Linked DNA regions of Mus musculus: all the other regions are linked to region 3. Evidence: chromatin contacts called from public Hi-C and promoter capture Hi-C data. All regions are on one chromosome and are shown on one strand. Each heading gives the region's core, a stretch centred on a gene start, on an enhancer-like site or on the middle of the called end of the contact. The rest is flanking DNA. Distances are from core to core; before and after follow the strand shown.

The links. Promoter capture Hi-C pulls out the DNA fragments that hold promoters and counts their contacts. Hi-C and Micro-C count contacts between places; a contact is called where the count stands out from the background.
Region 1: a contact with region 3 is called in a Hi-C map of rod photoreceptor, with 4 times the contacts expected there. The contact joins the promoter of Stat1 here to the promoter of Mob4 in region 3. A contact is called at or near these places in 1 of 39 promoter capture datasets (pre-B cells) and 1 of 484 Hi-C or Micro-C datasets (rod photoreceptor).
Region 2: a contact with region 3 is called in a promoter capture Hi-C map of pre-B cells. The contact joins the promoter of Bzw1 here to the promoter of Mob4 in region 3. A contact is called at or near these places in 2 of 39 promoter capture datasets (cranial neural crest and pre-B cells).

What each region holds. Positions count from the first base shown.
Region 1 is chr1:52,117,887-52,122,844 of GRCm38.p6, forward strand. It overlaps Stat1 (signal transducer and activator of transcription 1), which reads left to right and starts at 1,552. Exons shown (of 25, transcript NM_009283.4): 1 at 1,552-1,737; 2 at 2,026-2,186; 3 at 4,705-4,835. The coding sequence starts at 4,708.
Region 2 is chr1:58,391,554-58,396,291 of GRCm38.p6, forward strand. It overlaps Bzw1 (basic leucine zipper and W2 domains 1), which reads left to right and starts at 1,345. Exons shown (of 12, transcript NM_025824.4): 1 at 1,345-1,663; 2 at 2,649-2,722. The coding sequence starts at 2,659. It overlaps Gm39644 (a long non-coding RNA gene), which reads right to left and starts at 990. Exons shown (of 3, transcript XR_003947828.1): 1 at 903-990.
Region 3 is chr1:55,129,041-55,133,699 of GRCm38.p6, forward strand. It overlaps Mob4 (MOB family member 4, phocein), which reads left to right and starts at 2,205. Exons shown (of 8, transcript NM_025283.3): 1 at 2,205-2,319. The coding sequence starts at 2,260.

The DNA.
Region 1 (4,958 bases), core at 302-2,801, 3.0 Mb before region 3:
CAAGACAGGGTTTCTCAGTGTAGCCCTGGCTGTCCTGGAACTCACTCTTTAGACTAGGCTGGCCTCGAACTTACAGGAATCAGCTTACCTCTGCCTGCTTAGTACTGGGATTAATGCTGTCTGCCATCAGCACCCAATTGATCCTAGATTTTAACATGAGTTAGTGACTCCTCAAAGAATTTGAGAATACAGATGTTGGCTTAGAGGACTTTTCAAAGAGAACACTGCTGGTGAGAAGATTGAGTTTGGGGAAAGAGTTTTGCTTATTCAAAGAATAAAAATGCTGTACTAAGCAATGAAAACAGAGTAGCACAAGCTGAGATTAAAGAAAGTGATAGGGGAACATGGCTTTAGAGAATATATTGAGAAATTTGAATTGTCTAAGACCAAGCAAGAAAAGCCATCATGAAATTTTTAGATTGGCATGACATGATCAGCATTGCAATTAGATTTAAAAAAAAATCACCCAAATGAGTGTATGGCAGATAAATTAAAAGGGAGTGAAAAGCCAAAGTCAAGCAGTCACCAGAAAAGCCACAGCAATGATCCAGGTAAGAGGACGGGGTGGTGGAAGAGGTAGAAACAGGAGCTAGACCAACCGAGGCTCGAGGACCAAGTGTCCGGGACTAAATGGGCAACGTCTATGGCTTGGCCCTCATCCGTTCCAGACTAAGACGGGGTATGAGGAGGAACCTGTGTTTTGAGTACAGTTGGTTTACAGACTCAGTAGATATCCAAGGACAGGGTAACTGTGACACTTGGAAGAAAGCAGTGGGTGTGTATACATCTAGGAGTGCTCCAGGACATGGAAGTTACAGGGACAGTCATCAAAGGCACAACGGGAGAAGGGTAGATAAGAGACTCACATTCTGGTTTAGTAGTTTAATAATGGAGATGGGGGACAGAGGGATGTCCTGCGAGAAAGGAAGAAGCAAAGAGGTCCTGTCATCATGATGGCTAAGCGGGACAAAAGTTTCGGTAATGGAGGTGTCAATTGTGTAAAGCTTTATTTTTCTTAAACATATTAGTTAGAATTATTTATTTTATTTCATGACATTTTTGTTTTGCTTGCGTGTATGTGTACTTCTTGCAGGCTTGGTTGACGTCAGTGGAGGTCCGAAGAGGGCACTAGACTCCTGGAACTGGAGTTGGGAACCATTACGCAGGCACTGCAAATCCAAGCCCTGTCCTCTGCAAGAGCAAGTTCTCTGTAGCTGCTGAGTTAAAGGCAAGTATTGAATGTTTTCAAATTGGTAAATTAAGCTCCCTGGCTTTAGTAGCGTGAAGGTTAATCTCTAGTCCCCAATTCTGAATCCCGCAGTGATGCGCCTACTTAATGCAGGATCTCCAAGACTGAGCTTGCGCAAGCCTATAGTTTCCAACCTTGTAAACACAACCCCCTGTCTGCGGTTTGCACCGCACAGCGGCGCCCCAAGTTTCGCACGCCGGGTAGGGAGCGCGCGGACCAGGAAGGCCAAGCAGCCGAGGGGGGGGGGACGGTGCGCTGATGGAACAGCCGGCCAATCTCTGCCGCTGATTGGCTGAGGCGGAAGGAGGCGGGACGCCCTCTAGCCTTTTTTCCTGCCCGGTACTTTCGGTTTTCAGCGCCGAGTCTGTCAAAGCTCCCTGGAGACCTCCGGGACCGCGCCCCTCAGACCCACTTGGGACACTGCTGAGCGGCGCAGAGAGATTTGCCCAGACTCGAGCTCCTGCGTGCAGTGAGTGAGTGAGAGCCAGGTGCGGATCCGGGTGCGGGTGCGGGTGGAAGTGGGGCGCCCTCTCCTCGGACCTGGGGTCTGCTGCCCACAGGTGACCTGTCATCCCGCAGAGAGAACGCCAGGAGCCGGATCGCTTGCCCAACTCTTGGCGCTGCTTGGCTCTCTTATCCTGCCGTTCTCACTTCTAGGGTAAAATGACTTGTGCAATAGACATTTCTCCCGGAAGACACTGCACCTTCCCGCTTAACCTTTGCTCGCCTTGCCTCCAGCCCCTTTCCACCACTGTAACATTTTCTTCTTTTTGCAGTCGTTTCAGCTCTGCTCCATACCCTGAGCCGGCGCCACGCCGCCGCGCATGCAACTGGCATATAACTTGCTGTGTGTGGTGATTGCTTGTGTTGAATCCCGAACCTGCACCCGGAGACAGCCCAGTAAGTCTACGTGGGAACGGAAGCATTTGGAATCTCAGTATGTATCAGCCCTTACCGGTTTTCTGAAACTTAAAGGTGGTATTTAGGTTCCGCAGAACCACTAATGGTATAATCACTATCTAAAATACTCCCGAACACTACCTAAAAGTTTAGGGATAGGTGAATGGATGGGTGAAGATTGCTTTTATCTGGCAGGAATGACTTGAGCCCTGATTGATCAATGAGGACTCAGACTTGTAGGTTCATCATGGGGTTTGCCTTTTGCTTTCCTACGCCTTCTGATACATACAAGGTTTCAGCGGAACAAACGGTTCTGTGCTCAGTAACACTTAGGCTATATGCCCGGCGCTGTAGGGTCCAGAGGACGCTGATAGCAAAATATATCCCCTCAGAGGCTCTGATGCGTGCAGACAGCAAGCTTCCTGTGGAAAGTTCATGCGCTAAAAACCGTGCAAATGGCAGCCTGGTACAGGCCAAAGAAAGTTATGTGTGGGAGGGATAGACAGTTTTAGGAAGAAGTACCATCTATACGGAATTCTGCTAGATTGTTGGAAACAATGTGGTCTGTGCAGAACGGGCTAGACCGGGAGGATAGAATGTTTGTTGGAGGCATGAAAACAGGAAAGAGCCAACTCCAGACTCTGAGCCAGGTGTTTAAGGACTGTCTTGCCAGTCTCAGGTTTACAGACATGCCACAGTGGTGGGCTGGAGTCCTTTCCAATGGTATTTGAAATGGCGGCTTGCTTTGTAGTGTAGACATTTCCTTATTATCCTTTGAAGGGGCATTTGTGCAGCAGACATGACTTCATTCCTGCACATGAGTGTTTGAAAACAAGTATTTATCCATACAGTCCCATATGCTCCATCAGAGTACAGACCTTTCCTCAGAGGTCTGGCGCTACTACAGTCTCCCACTCTGAATTGTGGTGGTGCCATTGTGTAGTGGTGTGTATCCCGTTACATGATTGTCACAGGTAACTTGTTTCTATCTCAAGACTTCCTTAATTTAGGGATTGCTATAATTTTTAACCTTTAGGATTACAATATAAAAACTGACTTCATGTTTATCTGACGAGACAAATATTACTTTATTCTTTCAAATGGCATTTGGCAATGCTGTATGAAAAAAAAAGACATTTCTTTTTCTGAGCCAGTGACTCACTGTGTAGCCTCAGAAGCGCTCAGTATTCATCTCAGGCTGACCTTGAACTTGTGGCCTTCTTGCCTCAGCTTTCCCAAGTGCTATGAGTTCAGGTGTGGTCTTGAACATGGCTTACTGCAGGTAGTTCTAGCTGTGCAAGTATGAGAACCTGAATTTGGATCACCAACATTCAAAAGAAAAAAGGCAGGTATAGTGACATGCCTCTGTGACTTCAGTGTTGGGGAGCACAGAGTTTGCTGGCGAGCTTGTCTCAAAAAAATAAACTGGAGAAAAGATTGAGGCTGATATCCTGATACTAACTTTGACCTCGACATGTGTCTGCCTGTACAACAAACATAAAACACATTAAAAAAATCACTATTGAGATTTGGGACTTCTTTGTGCCAGATTTATTGTTTACTGGAGGCACAAAAGAAAAACTATTTCTTTTAAAATGTGTTTAGCAAAAATACTTTATGAATCATAACTATAAAATGTCACCTTAATCGAAAGAGATGGTTCAGTGGGTAGAAGGTCTTGCTGCCACACTGGAGGACTTGATCTTGTTCCTAGGACTCCCAGGTGGAAGGAGGAAACCTGCTCCTGCAGGCCATCCTCTGACCTCCACGTATGTGGTGGGGCACATGTGTACACATACCCAAGCGCACATACAATAGGTAAAATGGAATAGTCATAAAATACCAGCTTTCCAATGCACTATAACTTGCAGATAAAGCTTTAGGAAGTGCTTGTGAGCTATCTTAATTCTAATAACTACTTGCTTGATTAAAAAAGTATCAATTTGTTCTTAGAATAATATTTACTGGATACCTAATTTGTCCGTGACATTGTTCCATCTCCCTTTCTTCAGACAAAAAAAAAAAAAAAAAAAAAAAAGAGAGAGAGATAAGAAGGTACAAGAGGGAATGTGTGATGGGTCAGGGTGATAAATACACTGGAGAAAATCATATCGGAAAAGGGGAGTGTTTTCTAAGGCAGAGATGGTTAGCATGGAAATAAACTACCAGAGTATCTGCCTAGACATTTGAGTAAACACCTGAGGGTATATTTTCTGTAGAAGGAAAAAAAAAAAAAAGGTGATTCCAAAACTCAACAAAAATATTGGGTATGGATACGATTCAGGTAATGCTTTTCAGAAACCAACAGGATGGAGGTTCTCAACCTGTGGGTCACGACCTCCGTGACAAGGCTCTAGCCTCGAAAATATTTACATTACAACTCATAAAACGGCAGTTATGAAGTAGCCCCGAGAGTAATTTAATGGTTGGGCTCCCCACAGCATGAGGAGCTGTACTGACGGGTCCGGGTGTCAGGAAGGTTGAGAGGCACTGGGAGAGAGAGAGGCTTCGTCTGGAGCTGCAGCTATCCGTTCACACGCATGTTCTTTCTGCAGAGGATGTCACAGTGGTTCGAGCTTCAGCAGCTGGACTCCAAGTTCCTGGAGCAGGTCCACCAGCTGTACGATGACAGTTTCCCCATGGAAATCAGACAGTACCTGGCCCAGTGGCTGGAAAAGCAAGACTGGTAAGGAAAACTCGCTGGCTAGGGAGTAGAGTTAATGCCTTAAAAGTATTTGTTGATGAAGTAGCTTGGAGATGTGTTTACAGAACGTGACTATCACCAGTGGCCATAAAACCAAATTCTTTA
Region 2 (4,738 bases), core at 95-2,594, 3.3 Mb after region 3:
GCTATTCACCGTTTTTTGTGTCTCTAGCTCAGCTCAGTGTGTGACCTGGCAGTTTATTATATTGGTGGACCAGGCCGCTGGGGGGCCGTTCACTGGCAAGTTAACTGACCTATATGCCTTCTTTTCCCAACAAGACTAACAAGTGTCAAAGTCATAGGGCAGTTTCAAGGACTCAACGCAGTTAAGTGCTTAGGAGAATGTCTGCTACACACATACTACACAAACATGGCTTTTTAATTAGTGAAATACTGTACCCTTAACACATCAGAAACAAACATAACGTGGGGGACGTGGTAGTCTATCATGCAGAGTATGAAATAAGACTTCCAAGAGAAATGCCAACGGACTCAGGGTTAGAGGATAAAGGTAGGGGAACTTAGAGCCCTGATTCCCATCATTTCCCACTATGCTCCACGGCCTGGCCTTCCTAGGTCCCACCAAAGTTCAGTCCTATGGGCCACCAGTACCTCCAAGAAGTTAGGCTGTTGCTGCTAGGCTATTTTCCCACCGCTGCTCCTTCAGCGCTCCGACCTACCAACTTGAACGGAAAAGAATTGACAGCCAAGATCCAACAAACAGCGGCTTAAAGCCTTAGAGGCAAATCCGAAACTCCAAATACAGTATATGTTAAATGCCAGTGAACAGAAGTGCCTTCCATGTACGAGTAAGAAAGATTAAAGGTTTGAGTACAGGGACGGTGGATGTCAGAAATACCCCTGGCTCTCCTAGAATTCACTCTGTAGACCAGGCTGGCCTCGATCTGGAACACGCGAGAGAGAGAGAGAGAGAGAGAGAGAGAGAGAGAGAGAGAGCGAGAGCGAGAGCGAGAAGTTGGTACATGGAAAGGGATTTTAAGGACAAATCCCGGTGTTTGGGGGATGGCGGATGAAAAGGGCACAAACCGGATGCGGGCAGTTTTATCTGTTGTCCCGGAGAATACACCTTCTGAAGGTCCTTATCTCGGGAGACTTTGTGATAAAGGCACATTCTTGAGTCCTGCACCAGAAGCAATTATAAACCCTGCGGGTGGGGGCCTCGCAATCTGGTTTTAACAAATTCCCAGTCCACCGCAGTCAGGGGACGAGCACCCCTTGCAAGGCGTGGTGACAGGCCGAGGTCAGACTTGCCCTCAGCACACCGCATCGCAGAGCAGGGAGGCCGGGCTGCAGTCCTCACCCAGGCAGAACCCTACAGACGCCCCGGCCTCTGCGCCCGCCGCCCAGCATTCCCCCTACCCCCGGGCTCCAGCTTCCGGAGGAGGGGTCTGGGCTGGACCGGGACGGACTGGTCCAACTCGCGGCCGTTGAGGGGCCGCTTCCCACTCCCATCCCCGCCCGGAGAGGGGGAGGCCGGCCGCTGCGGCGGAGGAAGGGGGACGGGCTACCCTGGTACAAGAGTCAGGGCAGCCTGGGGCTTTAGGGTGGGACAGAGACGCCTACCACCGCGGTGTTAGCCGGTGCCCCCGAGCTGCAACCCCGCGGCCTTCGGCAGGGGGGAGTGCGAACTGGCGCAGGGTAGAAATCTCGCGATAGCAGGCCTCCGGGGCGGGGGTGGCGCCTCTTCCTCCCCTCCTGCTCGCGTTAGTTCCGGTCGCAGAGGAGACAGCGCCGCAGTTGCCGCCAGCTCGGGGATTTCTGGCTCTTTTCTCTTCGCCTTAAATTCGGTGAGGCGAGCGCGGCGCAGCGCCGGGGAAGAGCGGCGCGCCGTGGCCCGGAGGAGGAGGAGGGTGGCGGCGCGGTTCGGAGGGGCCGGCGGGACCCGGGGCCTGGATCCGTGGCCCGGGCCGCCGCTCTGGAGGGCGGGCGAGGCCGCGGGGCGCCGGGGTGGCGGCGCGCCCCCGTGTGCGCCCCGGCCGGCCTGGGTAACAAAGCCGCCGCGGCCTCTGTTGGGTGATGTACGCGTGGGGAGTTCGGCGGGCGGGGCGCAGCCGCCGCCACCACCGCCGCGGCCGCCGCCTCCGCCGCTGCTTTCGCGGGAGGGCGGGCGGATGTACGGGGCGGCGGGGGCCCCGGCGCGCAGCGCCTCGGCGCCTGTGGTCCGCTCGGCGCGGCGGCCACCACCGCAGGCGACAGGGTCGGTGGAGAAGGGCCTGCGGCGCTCCGGGGCCCGCCGCCCGAGCCCCGAGAGGCGGGAGGCACGGGAAAGGGTGTGGATGTGGAGACACGTGCCCGGGGAGGAGGAGGCGGCTGGGGCTGTAGCGTTTGCGGCCAGCTCTCAGTTTTGCATCTTGGAAGGGTGCAAGCGGGCTCTGCGGCTCTCGGCGCCACTTTGGAATGAGGGCAGCGCTGATGCGGTTCAGGGCCTTTGACAGATAGCTCGTGACCGCGACAGTCCTCTAAGTTCGGGTTACTTAGAAAAAGTGGGAGATGCAAAGAACGGTGTAGGAGAGACTGAGTAGTTAGGTTTGTGGTAGGCCATTTGCCACCAGACAGGGTGATAGTAAAATGCTTTATCAAGGTGTAGTTCCAGCACTTACATCAAGGGGTTCCTGGAGAGGGAAACTTACCTGCACCCTCTCTATTGCCTGTTAACTGAAAGCGTCTTGGGCTTGCTTTAATTGTAATTTTGATTTAAGGTTTGATACTTGGTTTAAGAAGTTAATATTACTGGCACGGGTGTTTTTAAGGCCTTCTTTCTCCTTTTTCTAGGGTGTCTTTTATGAATAATCAAAAGCAGCAAAAACCAACGCTATCAGGCCAGCGTTTTAAAACCAGAAAAAGAGGTAACTATTTATTTGTAACTCACCCTCAAGCTTTCAGACATATCTTGGTTTCTCTCACAGTCAGGTAGCTGCATGTTACTAACCCGAAAATAATAGAAACTTGATTTTCTCTTTAACTTCTATTTCAGATTAACTGCTCCCTTAGTGTTTCTCTGCTTTCTCAAATTTCTTTCTTTCTTTTCTTTTCTTTTCTTTTTTTTTTTTTAGTGGCTAAAACCTGTGACTTTAAGCTCATAGTTTAAAGAAGAATTTGAACAAAGAGGGCTAATAGAAGGGGGGGGGCACTCCTAAAGTCCCTGATTTCACCTAGACTTTGTGGAGATATGTGAAAGTGACTCATTTATAGAGTGTCTCACATGGCATAGGTCTGGGAAAAGAGTGTGGGTAGAAATCAGATTTCAACTTAAAGAATTATAGAATGAGATTCACATTAATTTTTTTTTTTTTTAAGGTTTAGCAGAGTCTTAGATTGTAGCTCAGGATGGCCTCCAAATGCTAGGATTAAAGGCCTGAGCTCCTGGCAATCTGGGGATTGAATCTAGTACTCCTATCAGAGGCTCGCAGATCTCCTCTGAGTTTCAGGATAGCCAGGACTACACAAAGAAACCCTGTCTTTAAAAAACCAACACCAACAAAAGTTTTTTGTTTTTTTTTCGAGATTCTCTGTATAGCCCTGGATGTCCTGGAACTCACTTTGTAGACCAGGCTGTCCTTGAACTCAGAAATGAATTCTGCCTGCTTCTGCATCCCAAGTGCTGGGATTAAAGGTGTGCACTGCCACCACCACCCAGCAACAAAAAAAAGTTTAAATGGTATTCTTTGAAAACTGGCATTGGCCGGGCATGGTGGCATACATCTTTAATTCTTGCAGTTGGAGAGGCCAGTAAATAGAGGTCTAGTTAGTGAATTCCAGGCCAGCTAGGGCTACATAGGGCTGCTTCAAAAAGATGAAGCACACATTAACCTGTTGAGTAGTTTTGAGGAAATGGAGAATGGGCTAACTACTGGTTTTAAGGTTGTTTCTGGTTTTCTACCTTTCATAGAAAGTTTGACACAGATGACAGCATCTTTGTATATTCTCCATAGTCTGTCCCCCGGTTGTGTATTCCAGCCTTTGGTAGGTATAGTTTTAGCCAATAGATTTTCTTAAACTAAAGCAGTTTATCAATAATGAAGGAAATTGGGGCTGGAGAGATGGCTCAGCCAGTTAAGGGCACTGACTGTTCTTCCAGGTGTTCTGAGTTCAAATCCCAGTAATCACATGGTGACTTACAACCGTCCATGAGATCTGACGCCCCCTCCTGGTGTATCTCAAGTCAGCTACAGTGTACTTACATATAATAAATAAATCTTTAAAAGAAAATAAGGAAACTATTCTCTGAGTTTGTAGATTCCTAGCACTATCTTGATAAAATTGTATAACTTTTATTCTTAGCATCTGGGAGATATCACTTAAATCCAGATAAAGTGGTGTGGCATCCGCCTGTAATCCAGCACTCATACTACAGAGGCAGAAGAGTTGCCAATGTTAACTGGACCATCCTAGGATGCAAAAACCAGTCTTTGAGTGCCTCCCCCAATAACAAAAAAAGGGGGGGGGCTTATGGCCTGGTTCTAGGGATAATCATCCAGGGTTGCCTGGAGCTAAGGGGGTTTTAAAGACAGGACTTTCAGTAAAACCAAGAGAATCTTGGAAACATTTTCACTCTCATGCTGTATAAAATCAGGAATTGTCTAGTCTCAGCTGAAAAATGTGAAAACTCAGATATCATGAGTTGCCCTAAATTGGCAAGTTGGAAAGCTGGGGTGCACGGCAGTGGCTGAGTACTGCTTGGTGTGTGTGTGCCCTGGGTTCATCTCTAACCACCAGGAAAGAAGCACCTGCCTGGGGCATGTGACAGGTCTTAATTCAGTAGAGGCTAAGTGCTTTCTGCTTCGCATTATTTAATACTCAGAAACTTTTTGGGATAGATGTTAGTTTGAAAGGGAATATTGAAAATGGCTGGTTTCTGCCTT
Region 3 (4,659 bases), core at 955-3,454:
TAGACATAGGATCCTCAGTTATGGATAGTATTAAATATTCATTAATATTTTTAGGGTATGAAAGGATATGAATATAAAAGTTGAACAATTTTGTGTATTATTTGATTCTCAAAATACTTCATATTCTTAATATGTTTGATGCATAAAATGCATTTAAATAATAAAAAAATTAAGAAAAAAAAAAGAATTTGTGAATCCTGTCCTTCTAGAGGTTTGGTTCGAGCAACCAAATGAAGCAGCTCACAACTGCTTGTAACTCTAGCTCCAGGGGATCTTGACACTCTACACTGGCTTCCAAGGACAGCTGTATGCATACACATGTCATATGCATTCAGACACATTGCTCCTCTGTTGCTACGACAAAGCAATGACCAACACCAACTTAGGAGAGGAAAAGGTTTATTTCCTATTACACTTCTAGGTAACAATTCGTCACTGAGGAAGGGCTGGGCAGGAACTTAAGGTGGGAACCTGGAGGGAAGAACTGAAGCAGAGGCCATGAATGAACAGTGCTTACTGGCCACTGGTCTGTTTCCCAGGGTTTGTCAGTTTGCCCAGGGGTGGTATTACCCACAGTGGGCTGAGCCCCCCACATCAGTAATTAATAATGATAGGGCTCCCTAGGCATATCCATAGGCCAATCTGAATAAGGGAATTCCTCCGTTCATTCTTACTATTGTTGTTGTTTAAGGATAAGGTCTCACTACATACTCCTGGCTGGCCTTGAACTCTCTTTGTAGACCAGGCATACTCTGAACTCACAGAGATCAGCCTGTATCTGCCTCCTGAGTGCTGGGATTAAAGGCGCCACTCTGCCCCGCCGCAGCTCTTATGTTGGAACACTTGGTGTTCAGCTTGAGATTCGATTTGGAGGTTGTGTAATTCTAACCATGGCCCAGCTCTGAGAAGTGGCTCACTTTGGGCGGGTCTTGATGCAGATACCAGCTTCTGCCTCCAGCTTAAGACCTCTGTTTCTGAACCCCATGCTCTTGAAGTTATAAAGAGCACTTACCCAGTGTCCACAACTTCCTCACCAGGTGTCCCATGGTACTATAAACCAAAACAAACTTTTCTTGTTTGGAAAAAAAAAAGATTCTGGTAAAAATGCTGTGTTTTTTTTCTTATTTTGGGAAAGATTGAGAGAAGATTTAAGTCTTGCTCTGTAGCCCTGCCTGGCCTGGAACTCTCTATGTAGCCCATGCTGGCTTTGAATTCTAAACAATTCTTTTAACTGTTTTGCTTATTTACTTGCTTATTTATTTAATGTGTGTAAGCTTTTTACCTGCATGCGCCCAAGGGATTCAGAAAAAGGTGTGGGATCACCTGGGTTGGATTACACATGAACCCCTAAGCCTGGCCGGGCATGCCGTGTACTCCGTTGGTCCCAGCACTCAAAACAAATCTCTTAAATTCAAGGAACATCAGGGAGACGCTGTCTCCAAAAAAAGAAAACACAAAACCAAAACAACAACAAAAGAAAACACACAAAAAACATCACACTTAAAAACACGAGAAACTTGGAATTTTGTTAAGATACAGAATTCATAAAAGCCATCAAGGGCTATTCATTTCCTCCTGCTTCCGACTTGCAAAAATGTGAGTTTATTTTAACTCTAACACACAATAACAGATGTGCGCTTTCTATCTCATGATGGGCATTTTTTTTTTTAATTTAGCATTGAGTCTTTTATCTACGGAAACCAACTTGTCATTGAAAGAGTCCTTGGCTTTTCAGTAAGAGGACCCTAGAAGCAAGATTTATCAGTACCTCCTGTCTTCCCTTTAACCGACCCAGCCAATCTGATTCTAGATTGGGTTAATCCATGAAGATTCTATAAAAATTTACCAGATTATCTGGGGTGGAGAATTATGTTCTCATTTCGCTTTTCTGAGATGGTCACTATTGTGCAAACTGCCCTTCCAGTCTATAGACAGCTGAAGGACAAACACCCACAAGTGACGCAGGCTTGGGTCACCTGCACCACAGACCTTGGAAGCGGCTCTCTACCCCAGCTTCCGGTCGCATCTTCCTTTTCGGCCTCGGCGGAGCTCCGCCGGCTGTTCATTCTGTGCTCCTCCCTCCGCCGGAGCCGCGGGCTCGGCACTCTTCCCATGGTGCTCCGCGCGGGCGGCGGCTGTTCCGCAGGCTGCCGCCCCTCCCCGCCGCCGCAGCGCTGAGCCCCGCCGTGCCCCGCCCCCCGCGCAAGCTGCCGGCCCCCACATCCGGGTACCGACGCCAGCCGCCCAGACTCTGGCACTATGGTCATGGCGGAGGGGACGGCAGTGCTGAGGCGGAACAGGCCAGGCACCAAGGCGCAGGTATCGTCCCTACGGCTTTCCTGTCACAGAGTTGGCGGGGCCGAGCCGGGGCTCTCCTGCTGGCGGGACTCCGTCTAGGAGAGGCCAGGGCGAGCGGGTGGGGGCCGTGGCCGCGGTGGCTGGCCTGCGCTTCCGGAGCCGCGGCCCCGGAGGCAGCCGAGCCGGCGCCGGCCGCCCTGGAGGCCTGCTAGACGCAGGACCCCGCTGTGTTCGCCGAGGCCCGGGGCTGACGCTTGTCACCAGCGGCTGCTGCTGCGCTGCCTGCTGTGAGTGGCAGCTGACGGCGCCCGGGTGTGGGGTGGGCCAGCTGGGGACCAGGGGGCTGTCCCCGCGTCGGGACCGCCGGCGTCGAGGGCTGTAAACACTGCCCACCTCACCGGGAGCAAGCTTGGCCGGTGACGTACCTGCCGGTCGGCTCCATCCAGTTGGTCTAGCCGGATGCAGGTGGCACTAGTTTGCGTTATCCTCCTGTTGTTTGTCTTTGCCACCACTCCCTTCGGCTTCCCTGCAGCTGTTCTCTGGTCCAGCAAGTTTTCGGCACCAGGTTGTGACTTGTTACATGTCATTCCTTGCGTATATTCATGCTAATGCGCGTGGACAATAGTCGGAATGAACTGATTATATACATCAAAATAATAGTAGGGCACTATGGGGAGTAAATTGGTGCTTCTTAGGACTTGCAAACCAGGGATGCTTCACAGTAAAAAAGAACAGAAAAGAACGGAAAAGACCCCCCCCCCAAAAAAAAAAACCACCCACGTTGACATTCAAACTTGATAGGATTAATCAGCCTTTGGAAATGGGTTGAGTCGTTGAGTAGAAGTTCTAAAATCAAAAGAGATATGTTTAAAATGTAATTTTAGCAGGCTGTGTTCTTGTTGCTGCCCAGCCTGCTGCCTCTTACCGTGTACTGAGTAAACTTTTTCTGTTAAAATGTAATTTTTAGGGTCAAGTGGAAATCAAAATACTTAATGCTACTGAGTTTTAGAGAGTTACTGTTTTTCTTTTCTTTCTTTTGTCTTTCTTCTTTCTCTCTTCTCTCTCTTCTCTCTCTCTCTCTCTCTCTCTCTCTCAAGGGTTTCCCTGTGTAGCCTTGACTTTCCTGGAAGTAGCTCTGTAGACTAGGTTGGCCTCGAACTCCGAGATCCACCTGCCTCCCCCATACACACACATCCAATTTAGAGACTTGCTATTTATTATGGATTTTGAAGGTTCTCAAAGTCAGGCTACCCTCGAATTATACTATATAGTTGAAGGTGACCTTGGACTCTGTTTGCCGAAACTCTGGGGGCTAGACTTACAATACATACCACCATTCAGGGCTTATACAGTGTTGGGGAATGACACCTATCAATTGAGCTACATCTCTAGCCCTAGAGAATTGCTTTTGAGTCAAAAACCATTGAGTCATGAGCTGTCAGTTTGCCTTGATTGGGTTGGAAATTTGTATACTATGTATACTTTCTACTATTTAACAACTCTTCTTTCTAAGGGTTCTTGTTTTCAGATAACTATTATTGTGCATAGGCAACATTTTTTCTAATTTTTAAGTGATGGCTTCCTTTAAAAACAATTCTTGGGATTACATCCAGGACTTTTCCTGTGGTAAATTAAGAGTGCACAATTTATTTTAAGCATGTACTCATGGCTCAGCTATATCCTTAGATGAAAAATTTTTAACTTTGAAAAATTGTTCAGACTAAACACTGCAATATGTCCCTTTGCTGTGTTGTTATGAGTAAGTCATGTGCAGACTTTTTCATTTTCCCACTTTATGACAAGGTTAAATAAAATGTAATAGAAGAGAATTAAAAGAAAAAACTGCTTTTTAACCAACCTTTTCTGTTTATCACATAACTTTTTTTCACTAAAATAGGCCTGTTCCAAAACGCTGTATATTGTGTTACTATGTTACACATGAGTAGTATGTGGCATAGCTCCTGCTGTGGGGTGGGGAGGGATTGTCTCATGTATCCCAGGCTGGCTAGTCTGGAACGGAGAGGGAAGGGCCTGAGAGTGACTTCTCATCCTACCTCCATTTCCTGAGTGCCAGAGTCAGGCATGTGCTGTAGAACATTTAAAAGTGAGACCAGAACATAGACACTAGTTGGGTGGCTTTTAGCATCTATTGACTGAATTAAATGAGCACATGTATTTGTCTCTTTGTTTATAAATGTGGCCTGGACCTCACAGAGCCACCTGCTTCTGCCTCCCTGGGACTGTGATTATAGGCATGTGTCATCACCACCGGGTGAGTGAGAGCATTAGGCTGGATTTTACTTTTTTCCTAAGTGTCTAAGGAATGTCATAGTTATGTGGCAAAACATTTAATAACGTGTT